Linked DNA regions of Gasterosteus aculeatus: region 2 is linked to region 1. Evidence: chromatin contacts called from public Hi-C data. All regions are on one chromosome and are shown on one strand. Each heading gives the region's core, a stretch centred on a gene start, on an enhancer-like site or on the middle of the called end of the contact. The rest is flanking DNA. Distances are from core to core; before and after follow the strand shown.

What was found. Hi-C and Micro-C count contacts between places; a contact is called where the count stands out from the background.
Region 2: a contact with region 1 is called in a Hi-C map of skeletal muscle, with 5 times the contacts expected there. The contact joins the promoter of LOC120826197 here to the enhancer-like site in region 1. A contact is called at or near these places in 2 of 6 Hi-C or Micro-C datasets (skeletal muscle and tail fin).

Annotation. Positions count from the first base shown.
Region 1 is chr10:6,198,108-6,204,684 of fGasAcu3.hap1.1, reverse strand. LOC120826197 (dolichyl-diphosphooligosaccharide--protein glycosyltransferase subunit STT3B) reads left to right here. Exons shown (of 16, transcript XM_078081357.1): 4 at 92-157; 5 at 4,648-4,747; 6 at 5,963-6,061. Among protein-coding and RNA genes, the nearest start is that of LOC120826198, 60 kb to the right of the region's middle. Within about 2 kb of position 4,959, at least 3 of the 9 cell types and tissues checked have open chromatin away from gene starts, as enhancers often do.
Region 2 is chr10:6,273,265-6,279,096 of fGasAcu3.hap1.1, reverse strand. LOC120826197 (dolichyl-diphosphooligosaccharide--protein glycosyltransferase subunit STT3B) reads left to right here and starts at 4,309. Exons shown (of 16, transcript XM_078081357.1): 1 at 4,309-4,510. The coding sequence starts at 4,452.

The sequences.
Region 1 (6,577 bases), core at 3,710-6,209:
AAATGTCCCCGATACAAACTGAGTCTGCATGTCTTACTTGATGCTGTACAGGACGTGGATGTGTTTATAACGATGTGTTTCTCCCTTGTAGGTGAAGTCGGTGAAGACGGGCTCCGTGTTCTGGGCCATCGGCTGTTGTCTCTCCTATTTCTACATGGTGAGAAAGAGTTCACACACAAAACATTGACACACAAGGAGTTCCAACTAACCACAGCTTGATTTGACTAAACCAAACCCTTTTTTTTTTTTTAGTATTGTAATTCAAGATGATTTCCATATTTTTCTCTAACTTTTTCATTAATGGAGAAATTTCATTTAGGATTCAAGCTGAACACAAAGGAACTTTTAAGCAGCACTATGAGGACGAACGTGAGCTCTTCTCATTGCTGCAGGAAAGGCATTGACTTTAACCTCCTTTTCACTCAGAGTTGAAACCGCATTTTTCTCTACAAATCCCAACTAACATTGCTAGTGGGAAGCTAGTGTTCAGGCGCCATTGTCCTGTGTCCAGCTTTGACGTGGCAAGGCATGGAAAAAGAGGAGGAGCAGTTTTATCCAGTGTTGTCTGCAATATTTATGGATTCAGGTTCTAGCCCATCAGGGGATTGATGAGATAAAGGCGATCTGGGCTCACTGCCTCGGTGAAAGATTGTGCGTGCGTGCGTGCGTGCGTGCGTGCGTGCGTGCGTGCGTGCGTGCGCGCGCGCGCGCGCGTGTGTGTGTGTGTGTGTGTGTGTGTGTGTGTGTCAGGGAGAGGAAGCGCCTATGAAAACAAAATGTCCAGCTTCTTGCTCATTGCAAGCTAAGTCTCCGTGGTCGGCCTTGAGACGGATATCAAATGACTCAGATTAGCGGAATCCAGCCTCATCGATCCAGGGCCACAGCGTGCGAGGGGGGCGTGCAGAGGATTGGGGGAGCCGGAGAGATGAATAGCGTGGGATGCAAAGCGGCGAATGGAGACAAAAGGGCAGGGAGAGGTGTGGCAAGATAAGCAAGGGAACAGGCTGGAGATAAGACGGAGAATATGTTATGCCTGCAGGCTCCGTTCTCATTATAAGCACCTTCTCTCCACGACGAGCCCCCTCAGCGGCAATTTTGACGTTACTCTACTGTATCAAGCGCCCACCCACTTTTGCAGATAAGCAGTCAGCGGCATGCATGTCTCCACCAGCAACCTCCCGACCGCCCGCACTGCCCCCTTTTGGTCCTGCACACAAAGCACCGCATCCGCTCCTTGACCCATCCCTACTTGTCTGGTTTTTATCACCATGATCCGTCACTTGGATCAGGATAACGGCCATGGCTACGCTCCCCCATGGGGTTTAATTGAATGTGGCACTTGTGAAGCAGATGTGGAGGCGAGAGATTCCCCGCCATGGGTATATGCATAATCAGGGGAGGACAGAGAAGGGCGAGATTAAGATGAGAATCAGGGCAGCAGGACTTTACTGACAGACAACAGCCACGGGAGCTATTTGGATAGCTGTGCAACATCTTCCTTTCATCGCTCCAGGGGTGAGGGTGGTTTGGGTGGAGGGGCGGAGCCAGTGGAAAGAGCAAAAGTCGATCCACTCCGCTGCTCTTTCCCGAAGCTTTGGTTTGCTTCTCTCTCTAAATCCCCCCACTGTAGCAGAACAACCTGCAACATCGAGGCACAGGGAGAGCTCCTTTGCTTCATCAAGTAGGGATGAGGCGCCCTGAAAACACAGCGCCTCCGGTCACTTTGTTTAACTTAAGCCATGCTAGCGGCATAACTCGAGGAATAACATAGGAATAATATAGGTTGGTTTCGGCACTTTGACCCAGAGTGAATTATCACACCAATCGGATGGATATTGTACAGACGTATGAAAGTTGAGAGTTCACAGACCCGTCTCCTAAAGGACGGGGGCAGCGACAGAGATACAGGAAACCGGCTCCCAGTGGGGCGGGTCTGCTGAACCGTGCTCGTTCCCTGACGTCATCGTAGTCTCAGTGAACTAAAGTCACTACTGCTGATGGAGAGGGTTTAGTTCTTAAATATGCACACAAACGGAACAGCGTTTTCATGAATGGATTCAACAAGAGCACATGGCTCAGGCGGCAAACACCTGTGCGCACACACACAATTTACAATAAAACCCTTCTCCCTGTGGCATGCTGCGTTTGCTATATCCTCTTCTCTGCAGCCCCGCGGCCATCAGATAAGCCCGGCATGAAATGCAGACAGCGATAACCGCTTAAAGACTTTGCACCACACATTTTCTGATTCCTGCCCTCAACTGTTAGCCTCTGGCTCGGGGCAAAGGGCTGGCTGTTGGATCCAGAATTTCAAAAGGAGCCTGGTTGTGTGTGTGTGTGTGCACGCACGCACGCACGCACGCACACTCACACACACACACACAGCTTTGTTTTTTGTCTGGGGCATTCATCACAGCGCGCTCCTCTAATATGGCCAGATGGCAAATATCTATCCTCCCTTTCTTCGGGTTGATTGTGCGCTCTGCAGGTATGATGCAAACACTCGAGATGGGAAATCCGCAATCAAGTCGCATTGTGGAGTTTACAGAATAGAAGCTGCTGATTACTGCCTTCATGTCGCTGCGAAGGTACCGCATTTACCAGTCTGACTTATGACTAGCGTGAGGTGCTAGTGCTAAAGATTACTCCTGCTAAACTGCAACATGTTACTGTGGGATGTTGGCGTTTAGCACCTCTTTGCCAACGTTTTATGTCGATACACACACATTATTTCACGGAGATTTGGATGGTGTTTGTGAAATGACACATGCCATGAATGCACAGACCTTCACAAGTAGGAGGGGATGGGGACGTGTCTCCCCCCCACCTCAGTCAGCTTTGACAAAACACAAAAGGGGACGTGTTTGAATTTCATGTTTTTCAATTTTTCTTATTTTGTTCTCCTAGGTGCTCGGTAGAAATTGGCATATTTATAGTTGTGTAAACCGAGGTTGTTTTTGTTACATATTGCAGTTCCAGATCACATGTCACTAATTGTCTGTCACCATCTGAGGAAACGGACGCAAACTACCAGCAGATGAAAATTGCACCTGAGCATTCAACACCGAATCAGTTTGGGTTCTTCTTCCCCTCTCTGGCTTAATGTAACCTATCCATGTTTGGGTTTTTTATCAAGTAGGCTTTGTATGTTCAGTTTTCCAGCGTTCGCAGAAGTGTGACGAGATCATCAAACAGTCTGCAACGCTTGCAAACCCTTCTGTTTAATTCTCTCAGTTTCCCTTTGAACACGTCCTAACCTTCCTCTTTTCTGTCGGTCTTTCTCTCAACACTCTTAACTCTCCTGTCTGGAGCTCTTGCTGTTTCCATTTGGCCTTTGCTCCAGTCAATTGTAGGCCATTCAACATTTGTCAGTGATGTTTTTGTGGAGTTGTTTTACAGCCTTCATATCCAGCGTTAAGTGGTTGAGGTATAATTTTAGTGTAGCTTTCAAAGTTACTGCAGCATATAACTTGTACAGTATGATTTTCTAGTTTTTATAGATTTCATATATGTACGCTTTTTATAGCTCCGTACTTATGTCTCATAGTAGAGACTGTAAGATGAGTAAGAAAGTTTTGTATCCGTTATTAAATAAAATAATGAAACTGGCTTGCTGTGTCTCCACAAAACCAATCTATTCCCGTGACGTGTTCAGTGATTCACTCTAATCTTGTCATTGATATGAAAACTCTCGACATCTCGGCTCTCATCCGATGAGCGAACAGTTACCCTTCCAACAGTGTTCATGCATCTTTGTAAAAAATGACATTACTATTCTGTAATAGTAATGATTTCCCACAGCTTTGTATATACATATTAGGGATGTCAATGGATTAACTAATTAATCGCACATTTTGAAATTCATTCATCTCGATTTAATGAATGTTTTATAAAAAAAAACCCACTTTGAATCTGTAAATTACTGTCCAATAGTCGTATCACTGCCATTTGAGGACACTTGCATGTACATTAAGCCCAAATAAGTATATTTAGTATTTTTAACAAAGGTTAAATATTATTTCACAAGTTTCAAAAAATGCCCCCAATTTCTTACAAAATGCCCCTGCTTTTCAGTCAGTGGGGGCAAAAATGGCCCCCTAAATAATATGTATTTTTCCTACCCTGCTCTTGTATCACTTGTAATGTGATCTGTGAATTTGAGTGCCCGGGATAAAATGTCTGATCGTCTTCCCATCGAGCTAGAGCGCTTCCTGTAATCTATCATTTCATGCTAGATCAAACCATTAGTCGAACACCGGCTCCAAGACAGTCAGACTTTCCCGGACTTTTCATTTCCATTTTGATATACCTTTTAAAGAAAGACTAGATTCAGCTAAAATCTTATTGGGGAGGCTTATTTAGCCTGGTGTTCAATTTAGCGATTTGCATTTTTCCTATAATCCAGCTATTCAAATGTATTTTAGTATCTGTCGGCAGCAATGTAGGGACCCCGCTGTGTCCCGACAGGACTGCAGGTTTCGGTTAATGTCCCGTCAATGTGGCAAAGCTGATTTGTAACATTTTTACAAGACCATACCTTTTTTTTAAAACAGGAGGAGGGATAATAAATCTCAGTTAAAGGAAGAAGACTGTTTTGGAGACAGGTTGTCTCAGCAGGCCGACTGACTGTGTGTCTGTGTGTTCTAGGTGTCGGCATGGGGAGGTTACGTGTTTATCATCAACCTGATTCCCCTGCATGTGTTTGTGCTGATGCTGATGCAACGCTACAGCAGAAGAGTCTACATCGGTAAGACACACACACACACAAGCTTCTCCAAATTCAAATTCACAATTTTCAGATCCTCTAGAATAGTGAAGCTATTCCTCCTCCCGGTCTCTTGACATGGTTGCCAGAGCATTTGAGCTCGTTTCAGGGTCAAATGCACAGTCACGCCTGCGCTCACCCCTCCCAGCCGTAAGCATTCCATCATCGGTGGTGCACACACCCCAGCGCTCCCACACACCACAGTAAATGCAGCCACCTGCTACCTGATCTCTCAGTAGTTGTTTCTTTTTGCAAATACCAGAGACGGGCTTGTTTCACAGAGCACGCAGCGGCTCCAGCACATTATCAGTTGGCTCCCAGTACTGGAGCGCAATCATTCAAGCTCTCCACGCATTCGTCATCGCCTTAGCCGCGAGCCCGCCAACAGGCACTGCTGCCGTGGTCAAGAAAAATGAAAGCCATGCCAAGTTTCTTCTACACACGATTATATGTTGCACTCGCTGTCACCGCAAAGCATAACGGTTGAAAATGATTTGTGGCCTCTGCACAGCGAGAGGGGCTCTGACCTACCTGGTCCACCTCCAAACCGCACTTCACCAATGACGTTTTACTTGACAATGGCGGCGCTCAGGGTGAAGTGGAAATGACCTCCTGCTGACAGAAAAGACATTTGGTCTTGCCGCTTTACATCTCTGTTCAGGTGCCTCTGATTAACTATGGAGGCTCATGCAGAAAAAAGGGGGAAAAAATCTTGATTTAATACAATGCCTCGCAGTCTGTTCCCTCACAATTCAGCTTTCTCTGTCTCGAGTCAATAGCATATGTGTGAAAAAGAGATTGCTGGCGGCGGTCACAACTACTTCAAAAATGAGGCCCACTCTTCAGGAAGAGTATGAAATCTTAATTAAGCCGGCGTGTCTGCCAATCGGTTCCCCCCAGCTAAGAAGGTGGGAGTTGCACAGTTCTCAGCGCAGCCGTCTCACTCCAGGCCTCCCTGCAGCACCGAGCCAGCTCCCTATTTCTTAGCGAAATGACATTAGATCAGGTATTCTGTATTTACTCCCTCTGAAGTGTGACAGTGAAATCAATAGACTTTAAATACCTCTGTCGAGGCTGATTCCCTGAGTGGGGCCCAAACTGGAGGAGTGGAGCAGAATAGTTTCAATGCTGCAGTAGTTTACTTTTAGATTGTTTTATTTCTTGTATGATCTAGTCTCTCTCTCTCTCTCTCTCCAGCTTACAGCACTTTTTACATCGTGGGTCTTGTACTGTCGATGCAGATCCCCTTTGTCGGCTTCCAGCCAATCAGGACCAGCGAGCACATGGCTGCTGCCGGTAAGTCGTCCCACCCTCTGAGCCTCCGAGGTCGCTGATGCTGCGTTCTTCTTGGGAGACCAAGTTTCCTCCCAGAAAAGTTTCCACCTGAGTGTCGTTGAGTGCAGCGACGAAGTCAGCAGTTTTTGGAAGATGTAACTGGCTTATTTTCGAGTTATGACTCAATCATGACTCCTCAAATGTCTGAGCTTCTGGCACGTACGGGACTGCAAACTCCTCGAATGTACTGTTTTAGTTCGCTCTGTTCGGACTGATTTCCCGTGTGTCAGGCAGGCCGCCGACGAAAGAAGGATCAGCTTTGTGAACCCGATCACGTATTTAGCTGTTCCATTTAAAAGTAGCCAATTCCTTAACTTGCAGTTTACGGCTTGATATTGGACTGCTATTCATCAGGTGGCTAAAAACCAGAGTAATGCTGTGGAGTCCGTTCCTTGCTAAATAGCAAACTGAATTAACTTAGTGTAGAATATGCAAGTGTTGTGTTTACAGCTTGTTACTCTGCCAACAACAGAAAAT
Region 2 (5,832 bases), core at 3,060-5,559, 75 kb before region 1:
GTTCTTATCCCGGTGCTTAATCCTCACTGTGGTCAATCGGCGTGGAGTAGGAGTTACTTCGGCGACTTGACTCACCGACTGGTTGGCCTTTACTGGACAGGCGGTGATGAGGTGGCCACGCTCGCCGCAGTAAAAGCATCTGCCCTCCTGGTAGCGTCGCTGTCGTTCCTCTTGAGAGAGCCGGGCCCTCCCCATCTGCATGGGCTCCTCCTCGCCTCCGGCACGGGTTCTTGAGAGTCGCTCAGGGGAGGTTTGACGCGATGCGGCGCCCCAGAGCGTCGGGGAAGAGCCAGGTGCAGCGGGTGTCCCTCTGGGCCCACGCTGCCGCCTCCGTTCCTGTAGGCGGTTGTCGGTGCGGATGGCGAGGGCGATGAGGGAATCGAGGTCCAGAGGCAGGTCCAATGGGACCAAGAGGTCCTGGATCTGGTCGGAGAGCCCTCTCAGAAAAACATCGTAGAGGGACGTGGTGTTCCACCCACTCTCCATCGCCAGGGTGCGAAAACGTATGGCGTATTCACAAACGGACTGTCCACCTTGCTTTATCTGACTGAGCTCACGAGCCCTTTCTCGGTCTGTTGCCACAGGGTCAAAAACAAGTCTGAGAGCGTCGGCAAACTTCTTTGGTGATGAGCAAACTGCCGAACTCCTAGCCCACTCAGCGGTGGCCCATGCCTTGGCCCTTCCCGTGAGATGGGACATCATGAAGGCAACCTTGGACCGTTCTGTGGGAAAGTGCATCGGAGAGTGCTCGAAGTGCATTTCACATTCAATGATGAAGGACCTACTTTGTCCGATGGTTCCGGAGTATCGTTCCGGAGGTGCCAGCCTCGTGCACGCATCTGCTGGTGTGGCTACGGGAGGGGGCTCAGACGGCGTGGGGGGTTGTTCGGGAGAAGCCGCGGGGTTCCTGGAGAGCAAGGTGAGAATTTGTTCTACCTGACTGTTTAGGAGTCCCACCTGCGTGGTCATGGCAGTCTTAAACCCCTCCTGGCTTTGAGCAAGTCCCCGAACCCCTCGATCGAGGTCAGCAACAAGGTCTTCATGCTGCGCCAGTCTTGATGCTTGAGCGCGCAGCGCCTCCGTCAGCTGGTCCTTCTCTGCCGAGTCCATTCTGGCCAGTGTGTACTGTCAGGCAGGAAGGAGGAGGACTCGGACGCAGAGGGTTCAGCTGATATTGCTTTTTATTAATAACAAGAAAAAACTGAAAATCTCTCTTAACGAGGAAACAAAGGTCGCGATCAAAGTTCAAAAGGAAAAAACTCAAAATCTCTCTTAATGAGGAAAAAGGTTGAGATCAAAATTCAAAAGGCAAAAACTCAAAATCTCTCTTAAACGAGGAAATGTAACAGGGATCAAAAGGACGTGACAAACGTTATCGGACTTGACTTGACTCGTGACGTGAGGGCTGGTGTGCAGGGCAAAACAACAAGACACACTGGCACAGGACAAGGGGCGACGCAGACTATAAGTACCCATGAGGGAGTTGTGGGAACAGGTGGACACAATCAGGAATCAGGGGAGACAATCAGACTGGTGACACATGAGGAAGGGCAAGGGACCTGAAACGAGAGGGAGTTAGTTTCCAAAATAAAACAGGAAGTCAAAAAACAACTGGAGACAGGAAAAAAACGCAACTTGACATACAGGTGTGACAAAAACATAAGATGTAAATATGCAACTCTAAGAATAAGATGCAGCCAGCAGAAGTAGTGTTAAATGTTGGTAAATGTTCCAAGAGGTGAAACCAGAGAGCAAAACACAGCCTTAAAATATTGTGATAAATGTGCAGTGTGTTTTATTAGAAATACGATCAGACCATGTTCTAGTTTTATTTGTAAAACCTCCCTCCTGGTCACAGTTTGCCAACACAGACTCATATACTACTACTACTACTGTATAAATCAGTTGTTGGGTTTGTGTAGGCTGCAGTGCATCTGAAAAAGCACGTTCTGTAAAACAAACGCACTTGGGAGCGGTTGGCGAGTGATTTATCAGTGACAGTGGGCTGACTTGTCGTCTCACAGGGAGGATTTCCATCGCTTTTGCTGTAGTTCACAATGTATATGTACTTACATAAACTCTGCCCCGGGCGCTCGTGAGTTGTGCTACAAATAAATTGGACCGCCGTTGGGGGTGTGCATGCTGATGATGAATGATTTATAATTTTTACATTATAAATGGTACCAGAGGGGTGTCACAAATAAAAAAGAAACACATTTCTGCTCAATTTTCAAATCAAATAACGTGAGGCCAATAGGATTTTACTGAGTCAAGTTCTTAAAAGAAGACGTATATTTAGGAGGCCAGATGTCTCAAAGCTGACACGTTTTTAGAGTCAGTAAAAGAACAACTTTGTTCAATAACACATTTAAGTGTTTTTTTGCCTCCGGGTTGACGGCGCCCTCTAGAAAGTGTCGACGCAGCTGGGTGCGGTTTGATTAACAGGTTTTGACATGTGTCAAGCAGTTGAACGCAAAGCCTGCAGCATAATAATCCTGTTATGTTTAATTCTGTTGTGTCGGTTCATATTGTTGCACCTTGCAAATGAATTCACCCAGACCTCGAGTTTGTCATGTTTTCAGTATGGTTTTAAACTGCACGCCCTCAGTCGTTTGGTACAAATGTGTCAAATCGTACATCCAAGTGTGTGTTTTAATCGTGCACACTTACTCGTTTCATTGCCATTACCTTGGATGTGCTTGACTCCTGCACTTTGTGGTTTGGCCGGTAGAGGGCGTAGTGGTTCTACTCTGCTGCACTTCATCACCCGAGCCTTCCAGAGCCTACTGGGTGATGAAGTGCAGGATCCAGGGAGCCCCCCTCCTCCCCTCCCCCCGCTCCCTCGACCCACCTGTCAAATTTGGTTTCTTCCCCACATTAACCCTTCCACTGGGAGGCGAGGGCGGCCCCCGGGTGTTCTGCTGGTTTAGCCGAAGACGCCATAAACAGACAGAAAAACACTCGCATCGCCCTTGGGGTTGTCCTTCCTTGCTTGACACGTTCCATAGTGGCCCATTGGGGAGCGCAGCACCTCCTATTGACAGCAACAGTGTCAAGAGTCACATCCACTGGAAGTTTGTGGTCTTGAGTGGAGATTGCATCCATCCAGAGGGCGATGCGCCTGTTAGGATACGAGCCGCAGGCAGCCCGGGGAGCGCAGTGATGAGACTGCTGGTGTATGAGGAGCCATAACTCCTGCTGTCCTCTCAGACATTGATGCCATGTCTATCACAGCCAGTGAGCCACTCTGAGTGCTCCCTGCAAAACGCACGAGAGACCACGGCCGAGCCTTAGCTGTGTGACACTTGGATCTGACGCTTGTCACGGGAGGATGCATTCAGAGAGTTGTTTGCTTACATTCAATAAAGCCAGTGCTTGGCAGTCGTATTGCAATTTCCTCTCCAACAACACGCAGCAATGATTTAATCACTTGAGCCAACAAGGGCGATGCCATTCCACTTAATTCCCTACATCAATCATTGCATGGTGTTGCACGCAGTCTGTGATGATGATTTGGGACTAATTTGGCCCAGTATATCCTTTTGAGCTGTGTTTCGTATTAATTTTTCTATTTGGGAATAATTTACTGACCGTGGTCCTGTTCCAGTTAACGTTCATGAGAGACTGCAGCGAGGCAGACGCTACGACGCTAATCTGCGGCCATCTTTTGCTGCGTCCTTAAAACCTCTCTGGACCTCATCAATGGGTCATTTTTAACAAACCTACAGAAAGGTTCTACTGAAAGGTCAACTAAAGTCAATGCTTTTTCTTCCAGCAAATGTTATACTGTATGTGGGATAACTCCTAATGTGCATCAAAAACATTACCGATGGTTGCATTCCATTTCGGCGATTCAGTTCCAGACCTGCACACTAGTGCACTTAACAGGATGGACACACTGAAATGAGTCTACTCCCCAAAAGGCCTTGTTTCTGGAGGCGGTGAACGGTGCGGCCTCGCTCTGCAGCAGCGCAGTGTAGCTGTTGGATGCCAGGGGAACCTTTTGGGTTCAAAAAGTTGGAATGGTATTTTAACTTAGCATGAAGCGTGGACACAGGGGGAAACTGCTAGCTTGATATATCCTCAAATATCAGTCAAAAGTACGCTTCACCTGTCTTAATTATACATGTTGAAAGACGGAAAAGGTCAAAAACTCTGTTTTGAAGATGTGTTCTGTTTCCCTTGTGATGCAGCCACGGTTAGCAATGACGTCCCCGGCGCTAAACGGCTTACAGAAGGCCGGCGGTCTCTCTCTCTCTCTCTGCCCCCCCCCCCGTGTCCCTTTGTCTCATCCTGCATCCCCCCTCCCCACCACCTCATCCCATCTTCCCTTTATTCACCGGAGTCCTGCTAAATTGAATGCTATTTCGGAGGCGTGATGGTGTTCAGTGAGACGAGCGGTCGAGGGCGACCAGGAGGAGAATCGATCGGACACGGGCCTGAGCACAGCGATGCATAGTTCTGACCCGGGGCCACTTGGTATTGAACCCCCTACCCAGAGTGCTCCTGGGTGAGAAAACACACCAGAGCTGCTCTTAATTGTGGTGTATTTGAACAAGCGGTTATGTGTTCTTCACATTGCACAAAGAGACGCTGACCTGCAATTCAGCCCCAAAAAGACTTAGTCGTAGTTATTGAGACACATACAGGCCTCTGAACTCTAAAAGCAATGCTGTTGTGCCCCCGGCGGATTGATGTTGGCGGGGAGGCTCTCCTCTTTGTCTTTTTTGATGCTGCCACAGAGGTTTCACGGCCGTCACAGAAGCAATATCACATAAATCTGCTGTCTTCTGAATTGAGACAAGCTGCGTCCAGGCGCCTTCGGGAGCGTGAACGGGATGGAGGGGGGGGTCATCCGTCAGGCTGACGGCGTCCGGGAAATTGGCAGGCTTACTTCAATTTCCAACGCGCGGCCGGTGTATAGGCATCACGCAGAGGCGCTCCCCCCGCGCCGCCCCCCTCCATCCATCGATTGAATCCTCGCAAACCTTTTATGCAGCATGTATGCGAGCATCACTGCGGGTGTGCCACCAAGTCACAGTTAAATGAATGCTTATAATGCATCGTGCTCAGGTGGTCCATAGACAAACCTTTTCATTCCTGGTTTGTGCTCGGATGATCCTCTCCTTGATCCTATCGGCCCATGATTATTGTGTCGTTTGGCATCGTGAGCGAGAGAATGATACCATGATTCTGGGTCAAAATACGGATGCAAGGATCTGACTTTTCCTCCAAAACACGTTGTTGTTCATTTCTTATTTACATCGTCAAATAATAAAGGGGTTCATGGACGTCATCTCCCCCCCCTCCCCCGTCTTGGAGATGAAAGCATTTTTGTAATCAAATGAAAAAAAAATGAAAAGCAATTTCTAATCAAAAATGTCTTTGTCTGTGCAGCTCACAGCCTCTTCGGGAGGACTAACCTCTGATGTGCTTTTGGAAAATGACGGATGAGTGCAATGAACGCCATAGCATCCTCAGGCAGATACAGCCTTATAATTTGAGCAAAAGCTCTCTGATCTCCGGGATGATAGATCACACCGTGCTCTCTTTCAAAACACAAGAACTCACTCGCACTATTTCGCGTTCGATCGGATTTATAACGAGCACTTTCTTTCCTTTTAAAGCAGGAAGGTGAGCTCGGCTGTGCATGGTGCATACGAAGAGCTTGACAACACTGACCTTCTTTTCCTTCCAGGGAAAAGCTCTCCCACCCGTGACCTGACTGTTACCTTTGACAACTCCATCATGTTTTCTGGAATAGATTGTACTTTCTGTATTCTTGTTGTTCTGGGTCTGTACCCTCTTGCTAGAATGCACTTGTTGTGAGTC